Linked DNA regions of Mus musculus: regions 1, 2 and 4 are each linked to region 3. The links are chromatin contacts, called in public HiCAR-type and promoter capture Hi-C maps. All regions are on one chromosome and are shown on one strand. The core of a region is the stretch at or near the end of the contact, and the rest is flanking DNA. Distances in the headings are between cores, read along the strand shown. Region 1 holds the start of Ercc6l (excision repair cross-complementing rodent repair deficiency complementation group 6 like). Region 2 holds the start of Tent5d (terminal nucleotidyltransferase 5D). Region 3 holds the start of 5530601H04Rik (RIKEN cDNA 5530601H04 gene). Region 4 holds the start of Itm2a (integral membrane protein 2A).

What was found. Promoter capture Hi-C pulls out the DNA fragments that hold promoters and counts their contacts. HiCAR-type assays count read pairs that join an accessible place to other places.
Region 1: a contact with region 3 is called in a promoter capture Hi-C map of cranial neural crest. The contact joins the promoter of Ercc6l here to the promoter of 5530601H04Rik in region 3. A contact is called at or near these places in 2 of 39 promoter capture datasets (cranial neural crest and liver).
Region 2: a contact with region 3 is called in a HiCAR-type map of astrocytes, with 11 times the contacts expected there. The contact joins the promoter of Tent5d here to the promoter of 5530601H04Rik in region 3. A contact is called at or near these places in 8 of 39 promoter capture datasets (the 3T3-L1 cell line, 3T3-L1-derived adipocytes, the C10 cell line and 4 more), 1 of 115 datasets of contacts at active chromatin or transcription factors (astrocytes) and 2 of 9 other capture datasets (adipose tissue and liver).
Region 4: a contact with region 3 is called in a HiCAR-type map of astrocytes, with 5 times the contacts expected there. The contact joins the promoter of Itm2a here to the promoter of 5530601H04Rik in region 3.

The regions. Positions count from the first base shown.
Region 1 is chrX:102,155,797-102,160,281 of GRCm38.p6, reverse strand. Ercc6l (excision repair cross-complementing rodent repair deficiency complementation group 6 like) reads left to right here and starts at 3,191. Exons shown (of 2, transcript NM_146235.3): 1 at 3,191-3,374. The coding sequence starts at 3,307.
Region 2 is chrX:107,814,775-107,819,201 of GRCm38.p6, reverse strand. Tent5d (terminal nucleotidyltransferase 5D) reads right to left here and starts at 2,725. Exons shown (of 6, transcript NM_001163104.2): 1 at 2,561-2,725. 2610002M06Rik (RIKEN cDNA 2610002M06 gene) reads left to right here and starts at 2,868. Exons shown (of 8, transcript NM_025921.3): 1 at 2,868-3,067. The coding sequence starts at 3,052.
Region 3 is chrX:105,067,996-105,072,362 of GRCm38.p6, reverse strand. It overlaps 5530601H04Rik (RIKEN cDNA 5530601H04 gene), which reads left to right and starts at 2,239. Exons shown (of 5, transcript NR_015467.1): 1 at 2,239-2,363; 2 at 2,688-2,752; 3 at 3,735-3,899.
Region 4 is chrX:107,400,571-107,405,097 of GRCm38.p6, reverse strand. It overlaps Itm2a (integral membrane protein 2A), which reads left to right and starts at 1,738. Exons shown (of 6, transcript NM_008409.2): 1 at 1,738-1,992. The coding sequence starts at 1,882.

The DNA.
Region 1 (4,485 bases), core at 1,942-4,441, 2.9 Mb after region 3:
CAAAAATCCCTCATGGGTATGTCCAGTGGCTTGGATTTTAGTTGACTTCAGATGTTGTCAAGATGACAACTAAGATTAACCAGCACAGCGAAGACTGCAAAGACTCCGCAGGAAATCCTTACTTTCCTCCTTTATCCTCATTCCTGTCATCCTGGCTGCTGAGCTAACTTGAGTTTCACAATAAGAATTTACCCCAAGGGGCCAAGGGGCCAAGGGGCCAAGGGGCCAAGGGGCCAAGGGGCCAAGGGGCCAAAAGGCCAAACTCACTTTTATTCTTAGGAAATTCAGTTTATGGCTCCCCCTGCTGGCAGAGTCAGACTGACTTCCTGCTGGGGCTCTTCTTGCTCTAGCCTTTTCCTCCACCCTCCTGAAGAACACTCCTGTGGAGCAGACCTTAATCCCAGCAGCATTGTGCTGGCAGAGGCAGACAAATCTGAGTTTGTAGGCCATCCTGGTCTACACAGCGAGTTCCAGGCCAGCTGGGCTACAGCTGGGAAATCTTGTCTCAAAAAAGAAAGAAACAAAGAAACAAAGAAAGAAACAACAAAAAAAGCTCTGGTCCTTCCCAGCTCTTCTTTTAGAACCCCATCTACTTCACAAGAACAGGACTGGAAACATGGAAGGCTAAGTGATTATTGGAAGCAGAGTTTAAATTCCTAAGTTTAAAAATAATTGTTTTAGCGGGGCATGGTGGCTGTCCTAGAACTCACTCTGTAGACCAGGCTGGCCTCGAACTCAGAAATCTGCCTGCCTCTGCCTCCCAAGTGCTGGGATTAAAGTGTGCACTACCACTGCCCGGCTTGTATTGTTCTGTTTGAAGATGCCTCTGATACAGACACTTTGAAACACACATAGAGACATCCAATGAAGAGGATCATGAAAGTCTGTAAGAAGCTTCAGAATTATCAACAAATGTTGTTTACCCCTCTCTTTTTACTCCCTACTGGAGCTGTTTAATGTAAGTTCCAGATGTTCTATCATTTTGTCTAAAAATACCTTATTGTTGGGGTCCAGGAATTGCCTCACAAACTACACGAACACCAGTCTCAGTCCAGATTCAGGAATTGAGCCATGACCGCGAGTTAAGATCCTACAGGGTTTTAAAGCCCTAAATCCACAAACATCTTTGCCAAGTTATTCTACCAGTCAGGATTAAGAAATAGGAGGATTTCCTCAGGAACATGTCTTTGTTGTACACTTATCTTACTCCCATTAGCTGGGATATTCACTGTGGCAGGGAATTTGTTTTGTCTAATATTCATGTCTTAACTTGCCAACCAGGATGTTAGTTCCCAGGGAAGTCTTAGGCACTTGAACTTTAATTGACCACTACTCAAAATGGAAGTCTTTTTTGATTTTTGTTTTTTTTGTTTTTTGAGACAGGGTTTCTCTGTATAGCCCTGGCTGTCCTGGAACTCATTCTGTAGACCAGGCTGGCCTCGAACTCAGAAATCTGCCTGCCTCTGCCTCCCGAGTGCTGTGATTAAAGGCGTGTACCACCACTGCCCAGCTCAAAATGGAAGTCTTATTCCAAATAGTTTATTATATTGGTGCAAGTGTCTCTTATGTTGGGGTCCATTTCTCAGGGAATCACAATGTCCATGTCCCCATCAGTATGTTTTGAGTCCTTGCTGGCCTCGAACTCATCATAATCCTATCTCAGTTTCCAGAGTTCTGGGCTTCAGGAGTGGCTTTCTTAGTAATATATAAACCAGAATAATTTTTGTTGGCTCTCGACCTCTTATGTATCTTTTCCATTTCCCTAAGGCCTGAGCTTTGCCTTTGAAAATGACTGCATCTTAACTAGAACTTCTGAAGGGGATAACCACATTATAATTGCACTTATTTGTTTATCTTCACAAAATGAAAGAAGCCATAGAGTCACAGAGCTAAGCAAATGCTCTACTACTGAGATATAGCCCCAGCACTCACAGGGTCTCACTAAGTGGCTTGGGTTGGCCTGAATGGATTTTGAATCTGTAATCCTTCTGCGTCAACCTCAAAGGTGCTGGAACCCTAGGCTTTGGTATCTCCACGAACAAAATAAGCCAATTCAGGCCAAATTAAAGTATAAAGGCAGGTTTATTGGGGGCAGCCTCCAGGCAGGTTCATTCACCATACAGGAGGGGGGTGTCAGTGAAGTCACCATGGAAAGATAGGCAGAGAAGGGGGAGAGAGAAAGCAGGCATGCAGAGAGAAAAGAGAGGGAAAACCAAAAAGGTCTGTATTACATAATGAAGAGCTGCTGGGTGGCCCAGCCTCTGGGTTGGAAAGTTCAGTGTAGAGGGTGGGGTTTGCCAGTCATGCCCTGTAACAAGGATGAAGGATGGTGGGAGAACCTGAAGGCCAGGTCCACTTTGGTATGTTATATATGCACCTCAGCTACTTGTCCCGGATCTGAAACCCAACAGGCTTGTGCCACCAAATCTAGCTATTATTATTTTTTTACATTTAATTTTTTCATCATTTCATATATGAGTAATCTGTAAGCCATTCATTCCCATTCAACTCTTATCATGTCCCCTTCCCAACCTCTCAAATACATAAATAACCTCTACTCTATTTGGTATTGCGTAAATAAGGGCGTGTGTGTTTGTGTGTGTACTTCTGAGACAGGGTCTTGTTTATATGCAAGCTCAGTCTGGACTAGATCTTGAGATCCTCCTGCCTCTGCCTCCTAAGCACTGTTATCAGAGGTGTGCACCACCACGAGCGGCTTAGGCTTTGTCTTTGAAAATCCTTCTTCAGTGTCAGCTTTAAGTTGCAGGATTGCACTTCTAGGTGTGTGAATTCCAAGTATGTTCAGTGCCAGGCACTGGCGGGGAGGAAAAGGGGGCAATGGAGACCTCTATGGGCCAGTACAATAAGACAGCCTCCACTCACAAGGACAAGAGAAACAAGCGCGCATTTTACTCACGCTCTTAACTCCTTCCCTTCGCTCTCATTACTCAACATTCACACTCACCGCCACGCAGTTAGGACGGAACTGAAACCACCACCGGTCACGTGAATCAGCAGCCCCCCCCCCCTCCAAAAAAAAAAAAAAAAAAACCCAAAACGTAAGGCCACTCTAGCTAACGTAGCTAGCTAGCGCCAGTGCTCGAGGGCGCAGGCGCAAGACCTTCCTGGGCGGGGCTCAGGAAACCGCGCTCGAGCGCCAGATCCCGGATTGGCCCGCCGCGAGGCGGGCAGTTGGCTCTACCAGTCTAGTGCGTGAGCCCAGCCTGGGTAAGGCGGGAGCGAGCGAAATTCAAGCGCGGTTTTAACTGGGAGTCTCCTTTCCTGGGCTCTCCGGATTCCCTGGCCATGGAGGCTTCCCAAGGCTTAGCGGAAGTGGAGACTTTGAGCCCACAACTGGCCGAGAGTTACCTGAGGTATGTTTGGGTCTCCGGACGGGTCGAACTTGCAGTCCCTGGCCTGGGGTTGAGGTGGAGTGGCTCCCACCTCCCCCTAGGATCTGCTGTGGCTTTGACCAGATTTCTATTTCGGGGAGCTCGCCCTGCCAAGTCACTCGTAAGTCAAATAACTCTTGAGTATGAACTCTTTAAGAGCCTGAATTTTAATTAACTGATGAAATCTTTGAGTCTTTCTAACTCGCCAACCGCCAGACCTGGGAGAAAAGAGGAAAAATAGTCCCTAAGTTGTTAGCAATTGGGTAGTGAAAATGGGATCTGAAACAGAAATACTTTATGGTGTTTGATGGATGCTGTAAAATGTTTTATTTCCCGACCAGAGTGCTGCCATTAAAAGAAAGGGGGTCCAGTTACGAAGGGAAGACATATGCCCCCAAAGGAACCATTAAGCCCAGTGAATGAATACGCTTTCACCAGATGCCTAGGTTGGAATATTTAACTATTAAAAATTGTAGTGCAGGGCTGGAGAGATGACTCAGAGGTTAAGAGCACTGACTGCTCTTCCAGAAGACCCAGGTTCAATTCCCAGCACCCACATAGTAGCTCACAACCATTATGTAACTCCAGTCCTACAGGATCCTATGTTCTGGTACCTATGTGATGTACATGCGCCCCCCCACCCCCGCCCCGCGCGCGCATATGCAAAACACCCGTCTATGCCTATATAATTTTTAAAAGACTACATAAAATATTAGCAAAGGATTTGTAGACATTTCTCTTAAAAAACACATAATGGCAAACAGGCACATGAAAAGGTTGCTCAAAACCACCCCTAAGTAGAGGAAAAAAGATCACAACTATAATGGGGTGTGTGCCATCCCCTCCTGAGACTGAAGATACAGAGGGTTGTGAGCCACCATGTGGGTGCTGGGAACTGAACCAGAGTCCTCTGAAAGAGCAAGCACCTAGTCCTCTTAACTACAGAGTCCTCTCTACAGTATGTAGATTTATGTTGTTAACTTGTAGGGTTTTTTTTCCTTGGAGACAAGGTTTCTCTGTGTGGATCAGGCTGGCCTTGAACTCACAGAGACCCACATACCACTAACTTTTGCTCAGTGCTTGGATTAAAGGC
Region 2 (4,427 bases), core at 1,476-3,975, 2.7 Mb before region 3:
TGTGAATTTTGCAATCAACTTTTCATCTTGTCTCCTAGAAACATTTCTCATTTTATAAACATAAACTGAATGAGTTTTAGGTCACCTATGTCAACCAATCAGACCTATTCCTTTTGTTTGTATTAGTTTTGCTAATTTTATTTCTTTCAGGCGAATATTTTTTTTAAATCATCATACTATGTACTTCTGGCTGACCTAGGCCTTCGTATTTAGACCAGGATGACCTCAATAGCAGCACTTCTCTTGGCTCTGACTACTGAGTGCTAAGTTTCTAGGCCTGGGACACCACACCTGAACATATTGCTTCTGTTTAAACTATTTTTCATCTGCTCCTCTATTTGCCTTAGCAAATAGACCTTTATCTCTTCAGTAGCTCCTCTAATCTCTTCCATCAGTTACTTGAATAGTTCTTTGCTAGTACAATTTGCAAATGAAATCTGAAATGGCAGAACAAAAAGTTTTTCCTATTACGAACTAGAACGCTTCTCACTTTATACTTCTCTAGCATTTCCAAAACAGAAGTTATTTCTCCATAGAGAAGCTGTAAAGATTGCACACCAGTTAAGACAATTTGTTTCTCCTGAACTCCTGTACAGCTAGCCTGTTGTACATATTCAAAAGAAGTGCATTAGAAACCTAGGAGACCAGGTTGTAACAAGGCTATTTGTTCAAAACATGCTTATGCAAATCATCTTTTAAAAGCTTTGGTTGTTGTTCTTATTATTTTTGTCACTATTTTCTTATGGGTAAAGATGTCAACAATACCTGCTAAGGTTACTACAGAATATGAACTACTATATGAAGTAATTATGAGATCCTTTATAAACAGTTCAATTTCTTCTCAACTAAGGTATTAATTCAATAAAGAATTTATTATTATATACTTGAATATCCAATTATACTATGTAAATAGAGGAAAAATATTGACCTTTGGGTCCATCTCTGAATTTATTTTATCATAATTTAAAGAAGTTCAGATTATCCACCTGATGTTATAACAAGAACAGGAAATCTGAGAAAAATTATAAAGAGATACACTATTCCCATTCCTGGTGCATTCCTATTCTTTCCTGCAATGGAGCTTAGTTTCAATAAACCATTACATTTTCTAGTCACTTTAGTAAATTTTGCTAAAAAGCCACAAAAGCATTGTCACAAAGCAGTCAAAACAAATATTAATATTTAGTGTCTAGGATCTAAAGATTATTTTATAAATATTTTCACTTAAAATACTTATTCATGTAACTGACTCAATTATAAAACTGACCATGATTAAAATCAGATAGTCAAGAAAATATGAAGTTAACTTTGGGATTTAAAACATAAAAGACCTCATAAACGTAAAATACCTTCTAGGTGTTTAGTACAGACGATAACAGTTTTGTTTTGTTTTTTACTTAAGACAGACAGCAGCAGCAAACACTCTCTATAAACAAGGACCTTATAAAAGAGATACTTCTTGAAAAAGTTTATCGTTTGAAAAAAATTTTAATTTAACGTTTATTTTTATACATTGCATACCTATAACTCTAACAACAGCATTTTAAAACTCACATATGTTTAAGTTTTGGTAGGTTGTTCTAGTATTTATGGTTTTACTGAAGGAATGATGTTAAAAATAGTAAGTGCTAAGGGAAAGTCTTTCCAGACAGATATCTTTACCTTTAACCCCCAAAGGTAGTTTTCCAGCAATGAAGGCAACTGTTTAAGGCACACAGAGAACTGATGAAATTTCCAAAGCTTTCAGTTTCATAAGTCTTGTTCTCCAACTATAAAGTGAGATGCAAACCTAAAAATAACCTTTACACGGTTCTGCCTATTGAAATGATTTCTAGACTGTACTTCCCAGAACTTTGTATTGAGCAAGGGTTCTCTTTTTCTTTTAATGAAACACGGACAGTTAGAAAACAGTCTGAAGCTTTTTACCAACTATCATTAACACAAAATAATAAAATATTCACTTTTAAAGCCAGTTTTGTTAAAAAAAAAAAAAAGAAATAATCCTAAGGATAAAAAGTGTATGGCATTGTGCACATAATTCCACAGGTTGAATTTAAGAATGAGGTAAATGACAAACTTCTGAGATTTAGCAATTACGACAATTACACTAACTTTCAGAGTAATATATGTAATTTCTATGACACTAAAATTGAAATGCCACAAATCTGCTTAAAATTCCCTCTTTTCCTAAGTCCAGAGAGTGCTTCTAATAAATCCACCTCTGGACATTTCTGAAAGTCAAAGGAACGTAAAATACGCCAAGCTCTATCTACGACCACCCCCATTACTGCTCCCACCCATTATAGAGATTTTATATTAATTTTAGACCATACATCAGCTGTGCTTAAGAAAAATAAAATTAAACCAACTAATATGAGAAAAAATTTCGAAGCAACATTACCTCTCAAGTAGAGCCGGACTTTTCCTCCTTCCCCTTCAACCCTACAACTCTAAGGTTCAAGATTGTTTAAAAAACCTCAACATTACCCACCACACTAACCCCTCGAGCCGTTCTTTTACACTGTCAGAATTTTTAAAAAGTACTTTAAAAGTCCTATACCTTTGTCTTCACCCTTTAAGACTTAAGCTCTGAGAGAAAGGGATGAGGGACGACCAGGACTGTGTGAAATCTGAGGTACGAGGTGGGCGGAAGGCTAAGCGGCGTCCAGGTTGACAAAAGAAAGAACTAGAAGTCCGGTGGGATGCCGGACCAGGTTTAGCGCAGTTATCCTGAGCGCACGTGAAGCATCTAAGTGGGAGGGACCTAAGCTTCAGCTCTCGGACTCCACCGCCCCCAAGCGACCAGAGCCATCCTAACCGAAGCGACTCACTGCAGCCATGTTGGCGTCGTCCCAGTCCCGCCTCTCTAGCTCGTGGGACTCCACCCACCACGGGTTCTAAACCGAAACAGGAAGTGGGCTAGGATCCCTCGAAACCCGCTACAACCGCCACCCTCCGCGCGCCCAAGCGACCCACAACTCGCGGGTCCAGCCCCTGTCCCGCGTGTTACCTGCCCCTCCCCCTCCTCCCGCCCGGTGAACTCGAGAGATCATGTCGAACATGGAGAGTATCCTTTCTGTTGGTCAAGATGCTACCAGGGCCTTGGGGGCTGGGGAGGGGGGGGCGAAGGCAGGGGTGCTGGGGACACGCCCAGGGGCTTGACCCTTTGGGCCCGCACGTGGGGCGAGGGAGCTGTGATGCGGATGGGTAGGCTCCAGCGGCCTGGGGTTGGCCTTTTTTTTATTTTTTTTATTTTTCACCCTCCTCCTCGCTGCGGCCGCCGCCTCCGCCTCCGCTGCCATCCTCGAATGTGGGGAGGGTCAGAGGAGCCAGTGGACAGACAGAGATAATTGAGCCCGTACCGCCCCTTGTTGAGGATTTCTGTCACCTGCCTTATCAGTGAATTTTTGGCCTCTTTGAAATTGACAGGGAATGGTGCCAGGACCTAGGGGAGGCGACTGGAGTTTGCCTATGGCTCCAGGCGGAGGTGTAGGTTCTCAAAGCGTACGTGGACAAACTGCTTTTGGCGAACTGCCCTTTAATGACTGCAGGTGACTGGTGATGAGGTTGAGCGATTGCTACGAACCCTCCGAACTAACTGTGCTCGCTTTCTGTTCCCGCTGCATTCTAATTTAACACTTGAGGAAATTCAGGTTATTCCTGAAGCCATAAAGTCCATCAGCCAAACCTGTCTGGCCACTTGGGCAATTAGTAGGGGCTAAGAATAAAGCTTCCTGGTGACGTCATGAACACAATTTGGCTTTCTTTTTCTTTTTCACTACTTAAATTCCATCACAGAAGCTCCATGTTGCTGTAATTTTTGCTCCTTCCAGGGGTTGGCTTTAGAGAAAAATAAAATAAATTGCTTTTTCTTCAACTCCAAGATAGCAAAAAGATAAACCATGGGTTATGGTAACTGTTCTGTAGCTCGTGTTAAGCTCTTTTGGCGCTATTAGTCTATAAGCCTGAAGTACAGGTAAAAATGGTTTTTTGATGGGTTCAATTTTATGTCATCCAGTAAATCTTGCAGCACTAGTCAGGATATGCTGTACATTAAAGTGCTAGCCTGGAGGAAAGGTGCAGATCATGAAAAGATGACCAAGAGAGGTCCTGTTTCTACTGCATGTAAAAAAAAATAGTGACTGTAGTATAGTTTTAATATTAGCATAAAGTGACAAGCACTTTATTGAACTCTGAGTCAAAATATCAGTTTTATTTCCCAAGTTCCTTGAAACAACAGTTTTCTGAATTAAGGCATGGTGTTCATCCTCTGTCACCCACTTGACTCATTTGGGAAGCATATTGTCTCACCTTTCAACCCTAGAAAGGCATTTTTAAAGTAAAAAGAAATGGTAGTGCCTACTGAATTGTATTTTTGAACATAATCTGAAGTATTAGAGATTTGAAGAGCTTTAAAATTATTAGCT
Region 3 (4,367 bases), core at 990-3,489:
GAAACCCCAAATAACTATTAACCGTTGAGCCATGTCTCCAGTCCCACTTTTTGAATTGAATATCATGTACTATAATGTAATTACCAAACATGTTCCATGCTGGACAATAACGAGGCTTATGTGATTATTGCTTTCAGAGTTTAGTTTATAGGCACTCATTTACGTTTGTTCATTCTGTTTCTCAGAATTTCTAAATGTTTGTTTATTGGCTGTCTCAGGGTTTCTATTGACATGGTAAAACACCAGGACCAAAGCAACTCAGACAGGAAAGGGCTCATTCCCTTTATATTTATGTCTACATCATAGTCCATTACTGAAGAAAGTTAGAGCAGGAACTACAGGTGGGAACGGAAGCCAAAGCAAATCCAGCTCACAGGCTGGCTCCCCTAGGCTTGCTCAGTCTGCTTTCTTATGCCACCAAGGACCACATGCCCAGGGGGTGGTTAATAAATAAATCAATATCAATCAAGAAAATGCCCTACAGAATTGCTGCTAGGCCAAATTAACAAAGGCATATTCTCAGTTGAGAGTCCTTGTTCCCAGGTGACTGTTGCTTTTGTCAAGTTTACATAATCCTAACCAGGACATTGGCCACTTGATGTGTTGTCTCTTAACTTTGTGTCATAGTCCAGAATCCCACTTCCATCCTGCCTTATTGCCATCAAGAGCTGCTGCAATTTTCCCAGTGTGTGAAGTGAAAGTTTCCTGCTGAAAGAGTATTCTTCTAAGCTTCCTATCTGGACATCTCTGCCCCTACAAGGGGCCCATAGAACCATTTCCCCTTGTAGGCATTTTCACCATTGCTCATGTGGGTGACAAGATGCTCCCTCCTGTGACTAAACATGGTCCTGCCTAAGGTCAAACCAAACCTCTCTTTCTTTCCACCTTCTGTCTCTCTTCAGATGCCTTTTAATAATCTACCATGAAGTAAGAAAATTAATTCCAAGAGGCCAAACAAGAACTCCAGCTACTGTGTTTTTGCACCCAGTGAACAGATTTGCTTTTCAGGAAGGAAAAACTAGAGAACATCAAATACTTTTAATTCCAACACGTGATAAATTAAGTTGATTCCTAATTATGCTATTTTAAAATAGTCTTGTACATATAAAATTATGTATGTTATATATAATTTTATATATGCACACACACATACTCACTTGTAAAATGGGAACAAAACTATCCAACTTGTAGTTATTCTATACAAGTTCATGCAGTGTGGAGCACCAGCTAACATAGTTTTATGTTCAATTTATGGCAGTTAGCTACAACAGTATTAATATTTTGGTCACAGAACTTAATCAGTAAGGCTTGGAGGCATGGGCTTTAGAAGTTTTGATGGAGAACCCTTGTAAACAAGATTAGGCGATTTTTATTAAAAGGCATGGCATGGGAGTGAATTCCTTGACATCTCTTCCATCTTGTAATGAAACAGTTCCTCTGGAATAGCAAGCAACAAGGCTCAAAGCACTGAGGTCATAACCATTTCGTTCCTTTGTTTTATAATTACCAACCTCTAAAATGTGAAAAGTTAATTTATAATGGTTAGAAAGTATGCAGTCTCATATTATTAATAGAAGCACAAACTAAACTTCCATGCTTTTATTTACCATTATAAGCTGCTGTATTTTTAAAAAAAAATAAAAATAAAAATTGTACTCTATGGGAGATATTGCTGTCCTAACCAAAAAAAAAACAAAAAAAAAAAACAAAAAAACAAAAAAACAAATGCATATCCGAGAAAGTATACAGTAAGCCAGTATCAAAATAAAGAAATAGTAATCAAAGAAACACATTAAAAATATTTTTTTCCAGTCATTAGATTGGCTTAGAATCAGGAAAACCTGGGGCTATAAAATGCCAGAGAAGATCCAAATTTCTGTAAGGAAGTAGTTTTTTGACTGAGGTGTTGTTTTTTCTAAACACAAAGGGCGGGGGAAGAGCGGGTCTGAGCGCATCAGTGAAATCATGCTGCCATCAAGCGGCTATTTTTATAAAGTAAAAAACAAAGTCCGGGAGTGTGTTTTCTTTATGCACGACTTTGGCTGTTTGTTCTGGAAGAGACCAGTGAAGGTACAAAGAGACAAAATGTAAAAGGAAGGCTAAAGCCGACTGACCAGGATGCCCCACCGTTTAGCTCCGGAGATTGCCCCGGAAGTGAATTCGCAATTGATTGACACCTAGTTTCTTCAAATTAGAGTCTGGAAACCATGGCAGCAGCAGGAAGTTCCGGCTGTTTTAAAGTCGCGGTTCCGGTGTTCAGGATGCCAGGGATGATGGGAAGCCTGTTCTTGTTTATCGGTTTGTACGGAACTTCACCCGCGGTAGAGTACGGCCTGAGAATTTTGTTCCAGCACCGGTGTGAGGTGGCTGCCTTTATCGATGGAAATGAAACCCGGGGCTGGGGCTGGGGGATGAGGGGGGAGCGGGGGAGACCTTAGTCTCCCGACCTTAGCACAAAAAGGAACAGTCCCTGTCCTATTTGCACATGTGCACTGGGCTGTACTGAATTACCCAGTCTGCTGTGTTTTCTGGGCCAGAAAGATGTTTGGCGGGAAGTTTGTTTCGTCAGGGCTGGGGTTGGCTCGGGGGCGGTTGCGGGGGACGGGAGGGGGCGGGCATCTAGCACTGGAATTCTAAGGGCATAAATCCACACACCTGTCTAGACATCCATCCATCCTTTCATTCAGGAAAACATCTGAGCCCATGAATTGCCAGACCCTGGATACCTGAGACACATCCACTTGCTTCTCAGGTACTGTTTATTCTAGTATCTGGAGCCAGACTATAAATAAATGGTTGACTTAATTTCAGATAAACATGAGTAATAGAAAGTAAAACAGGCCAAGCTATACAGCAGGGAGTACCCTTATTTTAACTAAGTGGTCAGACCTTACTTCCTTTAGAAATGATGATTGAGGACATCAGGAATGGTGGCAATTAATGACTTTGAAAAGACTTCAGGTACAGATGATTACTGCATCATTTCTAGTAGTTCTAGAAAGTTGGACTAGAGGGGTTCAGTGGATCCAGAAGTGCCAGCTCTAGATCTTGGACAACAGTGTGTGCATGTTAGGGCTTTGAGCATTCCAGTTAAAGGCTTCCTCTGACTTAGTCCCAGCGTCCTGAGGGTGGGGATGCCTGATTCCCTTCCATTTTCTCTTCTGCTTTCCCACCGTGTCTTCATTCTCTCTGGGTCCTGGGATCTCATCCTTTCAGATTGGACATCTGTGGGCTTCCCTTTGCTATGACGTAAGTGTGGTACAAGCGGAGCTCCAGTGCTATCCGTGAATACTAGTAGAGTTCTAATTCTGGTTAAGAGTTTGGGATGGGGCCTTGCTGCACTGTAACTGTGAAGGTGTTTTATAAAGAATCTTGTGATGATTCAGCATTGTGAAATAGTGACAACAGCATGGTAAATTGAATCAAATAAACCCAGACATATTGTTTGTGGGCAAAATTAGAACCCTTCCAGTTATCCCAGGTACAGTTCATGCTTGTCTTGTTGGTCCCTTCCTATTCTGTATCACCTTCCTCTTCTCTCACTTCCCTCTTCTCTCCATCTCTTCCCTCCCAGTCTGGGTCCCGTCGTCCCCCCACCCCCGCCCTCTCTCCCTCACTTTTATAGGGTTTCCTGTAGTTTAGGTTGACTTCAACCTTGAATTTTCTATCCTTCTCCCATGTCCTGAGACTATAGGTGTATGCTAGCATCACCTTTGGCCTGTTTCTCTCTCTAGGTTTGGAGTGCATAATGAGGAGAAATAAAAACAGAAAGATCTCCAGAAAGAAGCCATGGTAAGATTCAAGGTTTCACAGTCCAAGCTAATGCCTGTGGACACTTGACCAAGTGATCTGAGAAAATTGGATTTCTGGCAAAACAAGTGTACCTAGACTCAGGCAAGGTAAGTGTCCAGGTAGGCAGGGAAACATGAGCTGCGGTTGCAGGGGGGAGTTGAGAATGGTAAATGGATTGGCACATTGCTGTAATGTAAGGACAGTGTGGACATTTTTCTGCATTTCCTGCTTAAAGACACTTTACTACTTGACTTCAGTTGGAATATTAAGGGCACCCCAGCAAGCTGTTTGTGTCGCAGACAATGGCATTTTTTTGTCCCATTGTGTTGGATGGCAGCTTGTAGTTGGCTAGGATGCAGTTCTTTCTGTAGTCAGCACCTTCCTCTTTTCCAGATACAGGCTGTAGAGTAATTTGTCTTCTTTGTTGTAAATACTAAGATTTAGGACTATATTTTGCATATAATGTAGGTACATTTTTTTGAGGACAGACATTTCTTATAGTTGGGAAAAGCTGCTTAGAGGAAGTAAGATGTCATGCCACGGTGTGTTTTGAGCCATAATCATTACTGACTGCT
Region 4 (4,527 bases), core at 489-2,988, 2.3 Mb before region 3:
TTTGAACAAATGGAAAAAAAAATTCCTGCTCCTCCTGCCTTACCGCATTTCAGGACAGAAAATAGCATCTTGTTATCTGATCAGCTGCTTGCATTTAGTAGGTAAGTGTGTGGAAATAGGTATGCATTCAGTGATGCAGGTGGTGTGGGTCAGTGTAGTACAGATCCTAACTAAGTGGTCATAAAGGTGAATCCCAACAGAGGGCAACTGAAAAGAGAAACATACCGGGAAAACTGAGGTTTTCTATGCCAAAACTAAGGATTGCCTGACAAATGTTGAATTATGATAGTCAGACTTAGGTAAAAAGTGAAAGAGCAAAAGATGCCAGTATTTCTAAGTAAACTCTGACATCCTGCTTCTAAGGTCCTGACCCTGTGCAAGGCACAAGCTCCTTACTGTTCCTCTCCATCCACCTTCCCATCTGTGACCTATCAGAGAATATGAACTCTGTCTTTGCAAAGCCCCCACAGTCAAGACAGGAGAGGGCTTTAGAGGCAAAACAATCTCCATGGGAAAAACTCCAAGTTAGAATTTCTTGGACAGAAGGGAAGCAACTCAGCATATTCAAGTCTGTTCAGTTAAGTTGATGAGTAGGTGGGGAATTCTCTAGTAAAACGGTGTTTTGTTTTGTTTTGTTGGGGCTTTGTTTTGTATTGCTCCCTTCATACAACAGACCTCTATTCTGTTTTATGTAGCAAGACTATTTATAAACTCTCTACCACCAACTCTAAATCACCAGCCACCACAGCTTGAATTTCATTAGTTAGGCTCTTTATGTCACCAGTTTAAGAGAGCTGACTGAAGAAACACTTTAACTCTACTAGACGGATATCCATGTAAATCTTCACAATGCTTTGTAAGCCAGTCCGTCAGATAGTTTTCCTATGAGAGCCACACCAGCATCTGGTTATATTGTGTATGCCCTACATCCCTGAACACATAGGTACACACACCCCTGCTTCCCCCTACCCACCCCCCGCTGGTTACACAGCTGGTGGCTGAAGAGAAACAGGCTCTGGGCTGAGACCTTACTCTGGCTATCCCGATCAGGGAGAAAGAAATCTGGGTTATTTCACTGATTCATTAGGAAAGAGCTTTCTACCCTCCCTTCTCTGGATCTTATCATGTCCTGTCTGCAAAATGAGGAGTTAGGGAGACAAAAGCCCCGTCTTCCTCATCTAACATTGCTTTAAGTTGGAAAAATAAAATTATAAAAGAAAACAAAAAGCATGAAAGGAAAAACAATGTTGGACTATGAAACAAGCAACTACAAACTGACTTCTGGGTGTTCTTTAAACGGAAGATAGTCTAAAGGTGTAGAACAGTCAGGGAACTGTGCTTTCTGGCCTGGGTGGGTTGCAGAACTCAGAAACCTTGGGTTGGCTCCAAGTTACAGTCCCTGGCCCCGCGGGGGGCCAGGCCCAAGTTTGGGAAAACAGAGTCAGGGGCTATTGTGGTCCAGACAGAAGCAGAAAGACACGACAGGCAAGCTTCCTTCCTGCCTTGCTCTTATCTGAGGGTGCAGAAGGCAGTAGGAGCATGCCTGGGGTGCAGGTGAGGCATGTCTACCCTAAGCCGGCCATCAGCTCCAGTTCCCCTCTCTTTCCAACTAAGCAGCTACCCACCCCCACTCGGTTGCACTGCAGAGCTCGGGCCCCCTCCCGCTCCTCCCTCAGCACCTCCCTGGCCCCGCCCACCCTCTCCCACCCAGCCTGGGACTGCGTCATAAGTAAGCCCAGACCTGAGCTCGCTGCTGCCTGTGGAAGACTGGGAGAGGAGACACTAAGTGCTGCTCAAGCAAGCGCGATCCTCTCCTCTTTCAACCTGCAGCCCAAGATACTGATTCGAGCCGCGCCTTACCGCGCAGCCCGAAGATTCACCATGGTGAAGATCGCCTTCAACACCCCTACGGCGGTGCAAAAGGAGGAGGCGCGGCAAGATGTAGAGGCGCTCGTCAGTCGCACTGTCCGAGCTCAAATCCTGACTGGCAAGGTAGTTCCCACTGGGCCCACCTCTGTCTTCTGGGGTTTGGGGATGGAGAGAAAAGGGGGAATATGCAGGTGCAGAGAGTAAACTGTTGGCTGCCCTGCAGCGGAGTTCCAGGCAGGCCAATCTGCATTGAGTTGAGTGGGTCACCTTTTACTCTGCTTCAACTTATTCCCTCTGCATCCATGCGATTCTATCGCTTAACACCACCTACCCCAGGGAAGTTGTTGGAAGGAGTTTGAAGAAATTCCTGCATGTCATTTGTTCTGAGAAATGGGTTATGGAATTATCCAGAGAAGCAATTATAGCTACAGGGGCCGAGCAGCCACACGGAGTGAACAAGGGCAAGAGACTTAACTGTTCTTTATTTTTGACATGGGTAAAGTTATATGAATCTCTGTCTTTGTAGGACTGCTTTTGTGGCGGTTGAATGGAGGCAAGGGGCAGCCTGAACTCCAAACTGTATGTTCTGGGGAAAGTGTGTTTCTGCACGCGCATGAGCGCGCGCGCGCGCGCGTGTGTGTCTGTGCACGCGCGCGCGCACACCACCCCCCCACACACACAATTTTAGTTAGTGTTAAGGGTTAGATAATGGAGCTATTAAAACATATATTGGTTTTAATTCTTGATAAATCACGTTTAAAAATAAAATTTGAGATCTTATTGTTTTGGTTGTTATTATTTTTTACTTTTTATTATTTTTTTAGCAATATCCCTCATATAGCCATGTGAAGCATATCCATGTTGCTATTTAAACAATTCATTTTCCAGGCACTGGAGAAGTTCTCTCTTCCTAGGTTGTTCATCTAGACAAATTTATATTTCCTTTTAATGCCAACCATGTTTGTAGTGTCGATAAACTCTTTTTCCTCAGTTAAATCTTAGTTTGAAAAAGTGATAATATTTTCTTCTACTTCTGTGGAATCTGCAGTACTGGAGCTCGATCTGCCTTAACTTGTCCTGGTGTCTTTAGAGAGTTTTCTCTTCTAGGTTCAGACTGGATATTTGAAAAGTGCTTTGAGTGACATCTGAATGCATATAGTAAAACATAATTATGCATACAATTTGGAATGCCAATGTGCGCTGCCGCAGAACTTTCATCATGGAAACTTCCGATATTTAACTGCAATCAAACTAGCTTTTGTGTATCACACATTTTAGAACTCAAAAGTAACACCCCCCTTGCATTGTTGAGGTTTTAATTAAATGACACAAGGTCAAAAATATGTAGTTGTCTTCCTACTAACTTTGTAAATGAAACACGGCCAGATTTGAGGGGAGGTCTAAGGAGATGCCAGTTGTTAAAAATAGCCACACAGTAATCCTTTTTTCCCCTCGCCACCAAAAACTTCATGACTTGTAGAAAGATTCAATTAATATGTAATACTTCTGCCAGTCCTGTGGTGTGATGGGGACTAAATAAAAACAAACCTTTCACTTGATTATATTTTTTGTTAGGTTTCAGAGAAGCGGCAATAGAATCCTGTCCTGGCCCCCTTTGTCAGTAAAACATGACACATTACTTTGCGATATATGGATTAGGTCTGATCAACAGAGAATGAACACATTGGACTGATATTGGCAAGTGATATACAGTAACTTTTAAAATACACTTCAAAAAGAAATTAGCTATGATAATCAATTCGTTCAACTACACCGAATCTCACAAAGTTAAACGAAAACAAAAGAAATCCTTGTTCCTCCTAAATAGGGACCTCTAGTGAAACCGAGACCCTCATACTTTAGCCATACTAAACAATAAACTTCCTGAATTATTGGAAAAGAGATATGAAATTACAGTTCAAATTGTTCTTCTGTCTCAATAACAAAAAATTTCATTGCTCAGAGAATTTCAAATTAAGCTATTATGTGCCTTTTAGCAAGTCATTTCATATTTCCGCACCTAAATTTAATTATACAAAATGTCTCCTGAGATCCCACAGTTCTATGACAGTAGTTTCCAATCAAAATTTAAAGTTCAGTTTCTGTAGTGTTCAGTATTATATAGACTTTTAAGGAAAATAATTAAGACATTTCAGTATGTGTAGAATCTAACTGATGAAATAAGCTTAAATAAATTTTATTAAAAATATGAATCTCAAATTTTGACCTCTAAATTAAAAAAAAATCTTTATTTTGAAAACAAAATTATCAAATGATTTTCTACCCATGCTTATTCCATATTAACAAGCATTTTTTTTTACCAAATTTAATATAAGGGCAGTTAAATATCCAAGTATTATAGCAATTTCATGAAAAACTCCAATGGAAGGCCAACGAAAATAATTGTTTAATATCAGCTTGGGTTATCAGGGCTGAGATTGCCTGACTTCACTAATTCTATCGTCGAGATGTAATGTGGCCGAGGAGTATGTTGTGACATGCAAATTTAAAATGGCACGCCTTGCAGCTCCATGCCCTATAATTAATTGCTTCCTTTTTGTTTTGGATCTTTCTTTTGAGAATTCATCAGAAAATTATTGATTTCATAGAATGTTTAAATTACTGCTTCACAGACAGCTCTTGTATGTAGCATATTCT